3 separate regions of the Sus scrofa genome follow, and all the other regions are linked to region 3. The links are chromatin contacts, called in public Hi-C and HiChIP or PLAC-seq maps. All regions are on one chromosome and are shown on one strand. Each heading gives the region's core, a stretch centred on a gene start, on an enhancer-like site or on the middle of the called end of the contact. The rest is flanking DNA. Distances are from core to core; before and after follow the strand shown. Region 1 overlaps LOC106506470 (a long non-coding RNA gene). Region 2 overlaps LOC106506470 (a long non-coding RNA gene). Region 3 overlaps EGFLAM (pikachurin).

Evidence for each region. A called contact is a pair of places that touch in the nucleus more often than the background predicts. HiChIP or PLAC-seq counts read pairs in DNA pulled down with a chosen protein or histone mark.
Region 1: an H3K27ac HiChIP or PLAC-seq map of skeletal muscle shows a contact between it and region 3, with 8 times the contacts expected there. The contact joins two enhancer-like sites. A contact is called at or near these places in 3 of 47 Hi-C or Micro-C datasets (embryonic fibroblasts, heart right ventricle and skeletal muscle) and 1 of 2 datasets of contacts at active chromatin or transcription factors (skeletal muscle).
Region 2: a contact with region 3 is called in a Hi-C map of liver, with 8 times the contacts expected there. The contact joins two enhancer-like sites. A contact is called at or near these places in 1 of 5 promoter capture datasets (liver), 26 of 47 Hi-C or Micro-C datasets (adipocytes, adipose tissue, brain and 15 more) and 1 of 2 datasets of contacts at active chromatin or transcription factors (skeletal muscle).

Annotation. Positions count from the first base shown.
Region 1 is chr16:23,952,249-23,954,948 of Sscrofa11.1, reverse strand. All of the region lies in intron 3 of LOC106506470 (a long non-coding RNA gene), which reads left to right. Among named protein-coding and RNA genes, the nearest start is that of OSMR, 88 kb to the left of the region's middle. Within about 2 kb of position 1,363, at least 3 of the 83 cell types and tissues checked have an H3K27ac peak or open chromatin away from gene starts, as enhancers often do. A contact at or near this core is called in skeletal muscle, where this site is marked.
Region 2 is chr16:24,006,485-24,009,184 of Sscrofa11.1, reverse strand. All of the region lies in intron 3 of LOC106506470 (a long non-coding RNA gene), which reads left to right. Among named protein-coding and RNA genes, the nearest start is that of OSMR, 33 kb to the left of the region's middle. Within about 2 kb of position 1,379, at least 4 of the 83 cell types and tissues checked have an H3K27ac peak or open chromatin away from gene starts, as enhancers often do. A contact at or near this core is called in liver, where this site is marked.
Region 3 is chr16:23,583,673-23,586,372 of Sscrofa11.1, reverse strand. It overlaps EGFLAM (pikachurin), which reads right to left. Exons shown (of 24, transcript XM_021076641.1): 19 at 968-1,046. Among named protein-coding and RNA genes, the nearest start is that of EGFLAM, 180 kb to the right of the region's middle. Within about 2 kb of position 1,257, at least 16 of the 83 cell types and tissues checked have an H3K27ac peak or open chromatin away from gene starts, as enhancers often do. A contact at or near this core is called in liver and skeletal muscle, where this site is marked.

The DNA.
Region 1 (2,700 bases), core at 114-2,613, 370 kb before region 3:
GTATTACCTTGATAACTGGAAAGAAAATAAAAGAATCTTTCTAAAAAACCTGTACTCAGGTTTGAAGCTTGCAGGAATGTATGTAAGAAACCATTTTTAAAGGAAAACAGACGTGAGATTACACATCCATATGTTAATAGCAATCATCGTAGACATGATGGGGATATGGGTGATTTTTCTTGGCTTCCTAGTGCTTCCTAGCGTTTTTCCAGTTTTCTAAATGAATACAAATTACTTCTTTTTTTTTTCTTTGTCTTTTTGTCTTTTTTAGGGCCGCATCCATGGCACATGGAGGTTCCCAGGCTATGGATCTAATTGGAGTTGTAGCCACCAGCCTATACCACAGCCACAGCCACGCGGGGTCTGAGCCACGTCTGCGACCTACACCCCAGCTCACAGCAATGCTGGATCCTTAACCCACTGAGCGAGGCCAGGGATCAAACCCGAAACCTCATGGTTACTAGTCGAGTTTGTTAACCACTGAGCTATTACAGTAACTCCCACATATTACTTCTGCAATCAGAAAAAAATCAAACATTCTTTCAAAAAATGCTATGTAAGGAGTTCCTCTTGTGGCTCAGCAATTTACAAACCTGACTAGCATCCATGAGGATGTGGGTTTGATCCCTGGCCTCGCACAGTGGGTTAAGGATCTGGTATTGCCGTGAGCTGTGGTGTAGGTCGCAGACATGGCTCAGATCCCGAGTGGCTGTAGCTGTGGTGTAGGCTGGCGGCTACAGCTCCAAATGGACCCCTAGCCGGGGAACCCCCATATGCCATGGGTGCGGCCCTAAAAAAGACACACACACACAAATGCTATGTAATATTCCTCTCCTCAACTAGATCCTCAGAACTCTGAGGATGAGGAAACCTGGCTTTAGTTGTGACCCTAAAAGTAATTAGCTGTTGACTGGAGCCAAGTCACATCCAGTGAAGCCATCCATTTCCATGGCTTCAGAGAGGGGTCATAATTCTAGTGCCATCTCCCCCTGAGGGCGTCTGTCCCCCACAAGCATAGGCCTGTGAGAGCACTTGGAAGGAAAGTACTAAGTTGGGTACCACAGCTAGAACTGATGTTCCACAAATATCCTATTCAATATTATGAAGGGAACATGCTGTCATTTCAAGGCACATTATTTTTATCTCGAGGGAAGAGACTAAATCAGTTATTAAGTCAGTCTCCTATACTTTGGCACTTCTTGTGCTGACTGATGTCATGTGAGAGTGCAAGGGGAGAAAGTTTGTCCTTATACACGTTGGCTTCCTGCCACCATCCAGGCTCAGGCCCAGGGATCTGGCCCTGTGAGGCAGAGCTGGCAGGCGGGTAGGGGCTGGGGTGTGGCCAGCTCTGGGAAAGGGCTGCTCCCCTTGGTTGGGAAGAAACCTGCTGGGGACAAGGATTCTGAGAAGGTTGCAGATGCTGCCCTCGAGTCTCGTTAGTCACCGAGCCTGAATCATTTACAAAGACAGACAATCAGACCCTCTGACCAGCAAAGCACACCTCTTGGCTGCGCAGTTGACAGAAAATCTATGACTGGGTAAGGCGGCTCCATCAGGGAGCTAAAGCCACTGTTCTCTTCTAGTAAAAAGTCACTAACTATCAGTGTTCAGTCATCTAGTTTTATGGCTGTGATGATTCACAGAGTCTCTGAAAGAAGAAAAAAAATGACATGGAAGGAAGAGCTTATAGATCAACCTGTTCAAACAGAAGAGACTTTATCGATCAATCTCTCTATAATGTGTAATAGAGGGAGATTTATATTTATTTATATTTCTTTGAATTTCAAGTTTCACTAGGCATTTAATAATATATTCTCATGATCATTCTCTTCCTCTCTCTCTCCCATCCCAAGAGTGGACATGGAATTTATTTATTCTAGGCATTCCACTTAATTCAAGCTCTTCTGTGGCTAAGCACCAGTGGAGGGGGTGGGGCTGCTTTCAAAAGCTTGTATTCTGATTATGCTTTTGTTAAGATCTCTTTATTGTAACATGATTGGTATATTGGTAGAATGAAGGGTTCTTGAATTACTTTTCTGTCTTACACCTGGCTGATTTTTCCATCTGCCTCAAAGAAAAAAAAAAGTATTTTCCCCACTTGCCAGGCAATTTTAGGAGTTGTCCTATGGTTAGAAAAAACAGGAAGCAAAGCTGAAGATTATTAATATTAAAACTGAATGTTGGGGAGTTCCTATTGTGGCTCAGCAGAAACAAATCTGACTAGCATCCATGAGGATGTGGGTTCAATCTCTGGCCTTGCTTAGTGGGGTCAGGGATCCGGGGTTGCTGTGAGTTGTGGTGTAGGTTGCAGATGCAGCTTGGAACTGACATTGCTGTGGCTGTGGCATAGGCTGCTAGCTACAGCTCCAATTTGACCCCTAGCCTAGGAACCTCCATATGCCGCAGGTGTGGCCAAGAAAGAAAGAAAGAGAGAAAGAGAGAGAGAGAGAGAGAGAGAGAGAGAGAAAGAGAGAGAGAGAGAGAAAGAGAGAGAGAAAGAAAGAAAGAAAGAAAGAGAGAAAGAAAGAGAGAGAGAAAGAAAGAGAAAGAAAGAAAGAGAGAAAGAAAGCGAGAAAGAGAGAAAAAAAGAGAAAGAAAGAAAGAAAGAGAGAAAGAAAGCGAGAAAGAGAGAGAGAGAGAAAAAAAGAGAAAGAAAGAAAGAGAGAGAAAGAAAGAAAGGAAGGAAGGAAGGAAGGAAGG
Region 2 (2,700 bases), core at 130-2,629, 420 kb before region 3:
TTCATAGACTGTCCCGCTATCTCCATAAGCACAAGTACGCCAGCGTGTGCATGCATACTGCGCATGTGTGCTCAGAAACACACCTGCACGCCTCCCGGCGCCGCCCTCTCCTGAAATCTGCTTCCCGAGCAGGAATACCTGCCAGTGGTCCTGGGGCCTTGACGGGGACGGCAGGCCAAAGAGGGCCCTTAGCCAGTTGAAAGATCATTTGCATTTGTTCCAGGTCAGAAGCCTCATAAACAAACTTGCACAAGTAGCTGAGACACAAATATGGATGGCACTAAACAGGGAACATATTGCAAAAAAAGAAAAAAGAAAGAAAGAGAAACATACGGTTAAAACAGGAACAAAAATTAAGTTTGAAAAAATAATATATTTTTGAATATATATTATGTATTTTTTTGAAAAAAAAATTCACAAGACCTCTATATCTAAATATTTAGATATCTATACCTATATAGAGATATATTCACAAGAAGGTAAAGAGAAACCAAAAACCTAAACTAGAGGGAGGAAAGCTGAAAAATAAAGATGCACATTTATGGATTTTCATGACTGCTTTGTGACTTTACTTGGTCTGAAACTGCCCAAACAACATTTATTTGAGCAATTACGGGAATTCTCAACCATGCCACATTCATCTTGATACCTCTATCTGTTTTAACCTTGAGAAATCTATCAACCCTTCTAGCATTTATCTCTGTCATAACAATGATGCTTCTTTTGGCAGTAAACATCAGTAAACTTAAGTGCCATGAGTCATATTGTCAATTTTTAATTAAATCATGGTCTCGCTAGAGTTTGATTTATTTAGGCCTGAATTAATTCAGACCCTGCTCCACATAAATTTACATAGTTTATTTAACAAGCTCATGATTGTATACATTGTAAACTCCCTTAGAGTTTATAACAATATAGGCTGTAAAAGCACTCTCTTATCAAGCAAAGAGTGGGAGAATACAATTTCTAGGGGTGGTGTTATCTTTATTCTCAAACCGAGCAAGCATTATAAAGGAAATCTGTTGTATTCTGTGGTAGAGACATTTATGAGATCATTTAAAATAAGCATCCCATATGTTTTCACTCAGAGTTTTAGTGATATGGCAAAGCCTCCTGAAGAACTAGTGGTGCTGATTTTTATTTTTTCTTTCCCAGAATGGTTACAGATGGTTGTAAATCCACACAGTGAGCATCTAGGGAAAAACTCATCTGCCTCAATTAAATGTAGTAAATACCGCTTTAAGCTGCAGAAGTGTGAGTCATACGGAAATCCACTTTCCTAGAATTCTGATAAAAAAGCATCATGGTTAATTAATGTTCCCAAGAAAGGGTCAGAACTCACAGGAAGTGAACGGGAAGGTGACAGGAAGAAAGGGTGGGGAGCACAGGCCGCTCTGGCTCAGGGCTGTTGGTGACATTCTTGTTCATGCAGCCAGAAACTGACAGCAGCCTTGAGGAGGAGAGAAACCAATTGTGCTCGCACATTTACACGCAAATCTGACCAGACTGGAGGCGCAGGGATGCAGAGGGAAAGGGAGGCACAGAAAGAAGGGAGGAATGAAGCTACTATACATAAAACAGACAAGCAGCAAGGATTTACTGTGTAGCACAGGGAATTATACCCAGTTTCCTGTAAGAACCTATGAAATAGAATCTGAAAAAAAAAAAAAAAAGCTGAATCACTATGCCACACACCTGATACCAATACAATATTGTAAATCAACTATAATAATAAAAAAGAAATGGTATTTAGAACTCCCCCCAAATTAAATATCTATATTATTATTATTTTTTTAGTTGGGAAAAAAAAAAAAGAGAGAGAGATGCAGCGAGAGGGGCTGGATGGGGTTCAGGGAAAATGACCCAGGGAACAGTGATGGATGAGATGCCCTCCACGGCTGCTGTGGTCTGGGCCTTGCTGTCAAGTTGCTTTTGCGGGTTTGGGGTTTCACAGAACTTATTTTTTCAAGGTGCAATTCAATATGATTGAATGGGCACAACTGGCGATTCTCCACTCATGACTCAGTTGCATTTGTGGCCCATAATCAGTCATCACTTGACCCTCAGAGGGGAAAATGAGTCAGATGCATCTTCTGCAAAAGGCAAAATGGAATTTGCTTTGTGGGAAGAAAGCAGGGCACTGCCCATGAGTGTGTGCAGTGTTGGTGTTTACCACCCGCAGTCAGTGACCTGGGGCTCAGGTAGAAGGGAGCCAGGGACCAGGACTGGGTGGAGGTGCTCTGTCTGCAGGTTCTTCTCTTTTAGTTCGTTCTTCCCACTAAAATGGGAAGTTACAGCCCCCACGTTTCCAAGCAGACTATCAGGATGCAAGGTCCAACACAGGTTTTCAGGGTTTTTTTTTCCTTTTCTGATGAATGGTTTGATGGACACGCAACATTTACAAAGGGCTAAAAATCAAAGCAAATTTCATTTTATGCTTAATGAACTTATTTGTCAGAAAGAAATCAGGATTCTTCTGGGAAATCTAGAAAGGGTGGGTGTCATACTTCTAGCAATTCCTGAAAACCCTTATGTATTATTAATTTTCCTGGAGGGAGGGGGCTGTGAGGGCCTTTGTTGGTTTGCAACACCAGAAACGTAGCTGTATTGCTTCAAGGGGATATTTTTAAAAAGTCATTTGATGTATCTGATTGCACGTTTGCTGGGGGCCTGGGGTGGGAGGGGTGACTGTTATATAAT
Region 3 (2,700 bases), core at 8-2,507:
GCAAAAGCGCCAAAGAGGAGACTCACTGGATTGAAGATTCTGCCTAGAGTCCATTTTTCTCTTGTCGTGTAAGTTGGCTATTCCAAACCAGGAGCTTGGACTCGGAGTGGGGCTGGAGCTTCTGCCACCAGCAATTAAAAGCCACATCTGTGGAGTTTCCACTGTAAAGCAGCAGGTTAAGGATCCAGCATTGTCTCCGCAGGGGCTCAAGTTCAATCCCCAGCCTGGAGCATGGGGCTAAGGGTCCGGGGTGGCCACAGCTGTGGCGTAAATCACAGCTGCTGCTTGGATTCGATCCCTGGCCCAGGAACTTCCATATGCCATGGGTGCAGTCAGAAAGGAAAGAAAAAAGAGCCACAGCTGTGACTCGGGCATCTCCTTGGGCCATGCTCCACATGAAGAGAGCTAAGGAGCCCCTCATCGAACTGGTAAGAGCCTGAAGAGGACAGTGGACCTTGCTGATGAAAACACGAAGTGGGACATGGACTTGGAGCTGTCTATGCGGCGGAGGCGCACCAGAACCCTTCTGCAACTGGTTCCAGGCAGACCCTGGCCATAGCACAGCAGGAAGCTGACTGCCTGCTGGGGAAGCAAGTGCATGTAACCCTGCCTTCTGGAGCATCAAGTTCTCACTGCTTCTCAAAGCCTGAAGGGTAGCAATCCCGGGTCTGGGTACACTCTTCTCTCCATGCCCTTTGACCAGAAAGGGTATGAGTTGTTTGTCAGGCGCTTGTTTGAAAGGCTGCATTTTTGAGTTTGTTTTTTTTTTTTTTTCGTGTGTGTTGTTTTGTTCTAGTTTCTATGTTTATTTTGTGTGTTCTTTTCCCCTGGGACTGTGGCTAAATTCTCGTGCCTTCTTGGAGAATTATCTTCTGGCATGCAAGATAAGGAACAGTTCTGCGGAAGAGACTGAGAAATCGACACCCCCCCCCAGGAGATAAGGAAGATGCTGGTGGAAGCTTATTACCTCTTGAGGATGGCTGGGTTGTCATACGTCAGGTAACTGCGGCCGATAAACTGCGGGATCTCAATGGCTTCCGTGATGGCTGAGACAGAAGAGAAAACGGAGGTTACATGGTCTGTAGTTCTCTTGACCCCCAGCCCTCAACCCCGTGGCAGGAAAACACAAAGAAAGCCAGCTCCTGGAAACAGGACATTCATCAGCTTGTCAGCCCCTTCCTCTTGGCAGCACACGCACTTGGCCCGGTTCGGGGCTGCGGGACCTGAAGGCCTGGAGTTGGCGTCTCCCCGTTGTCCCCTCCCTGGGGCTGGCTGCCACTGCTACTGGCTTCAGCATTACCAAAAGGCCTTGCAATATGCTGAAACCTGAACCATGCCCAGCGATTCCTGGAAGCCAAAGAGCAGGTCTTGGGTCACGTGGGGAGCAGCTGGGGAATAACTGTGTTATGTTCTCTAGGGAGGCAGAGAAAACAATCCCCCAGCAAACTCCCCACAGGATTTCTTTATTTGAAGCCAATCTGGCCCAGAACCCCTTTAGCCATGACCTCAGATGCTGGTGAAATAAGAGGGACGAGGTTTTGACTTTTTTTGCAAGCCACCTTCCCATGTCAATGTCACAAGCTTTTCATCGCAATCACCTGAAGAAGTGGGGGGCATGGGGGAAGGGAGGGGTGGTTGTCCCCACTTTATAGAAGAGGAAAGTGAGGCACAGAACCACCAAGGATTTGCCCAAGCTCATGCAGCTCAGAGCGCAACAGACCACGAACCAGTCTGGCCCTCCTCACTTCTGGCCCTCAGCCCACTTTTTACTTTCTAATATTTTACAAGTGTGTTTCCTTCCTCCCAACCTCTCGTCACTTCGTTTTCTTGAGGAATCACCCTCTTCCACCAGTTAGCAAGAGAATAGGTTAAGCAGTTGTGTTTGGTGTCACAAATTAGGGATAATTCAGGGCATTTCTTCTAAAGACGTAACAGCAATATCTCTTTTCTCTTTTGAAAGACCCAGAAATGGGAGTATAAAGAAATTAAGGTAGAATGAACTTCATGTTCAAAGAAATGTGTAAAACGAGAGCAAATAAGCCAGCTGAGGAAATCAGTTATAGTTTCACAAAACTATAAATATGTGGTTGGTGCAAAGCAGACACTGAACTAAGGACTCCACTCCCAGGAAAGAAAAATGTGTGATTGTGGACACTATGGATGACCAGAGAGTTTAAATTTAACTTCTGAACATTAGGAAGAAAGAAAGAAAGAAGAGGTAACAGCACACCACAAAACCTAATGACACTGGGCCCCCAAGTATAAGTTTCTATGTGGGCAGGTCACACACAGCATGTTTGCAAACTTCATAAAAAAGAAAAAGAAGAAAGAAAGGGAGAAAAAAAGAAAAGCAGAGGAAGAGAGGTAAAATTTAAAAGACAATTTCTGAGGTATCTATACAAGAAATTGCTTTATGTCCTCTGAAGAGGCAGAGGCCAGGACAAGGGCCCGCTGGGCCAGAAGGTCTCTTAGAGACAGAAGTGAAAGGCTCGGGCAGTTTAAATTCTGGCCCACCCCACTTGTCGCCCTCTGGTTAAAGTGAATAGGAGGAAGAAGCGGCATTCCCATTGTGGTGCAGCGGAAACGAATCCGACTAGGAACCCTGAGGTTGTGGGTTCGATTCCTGGCCCTGCTCAGGGGGTTAAGGATCTGGCATTGCTGTGAGCTGTGGTGGAGATCGCAGATGTGGCTCGATCTGGA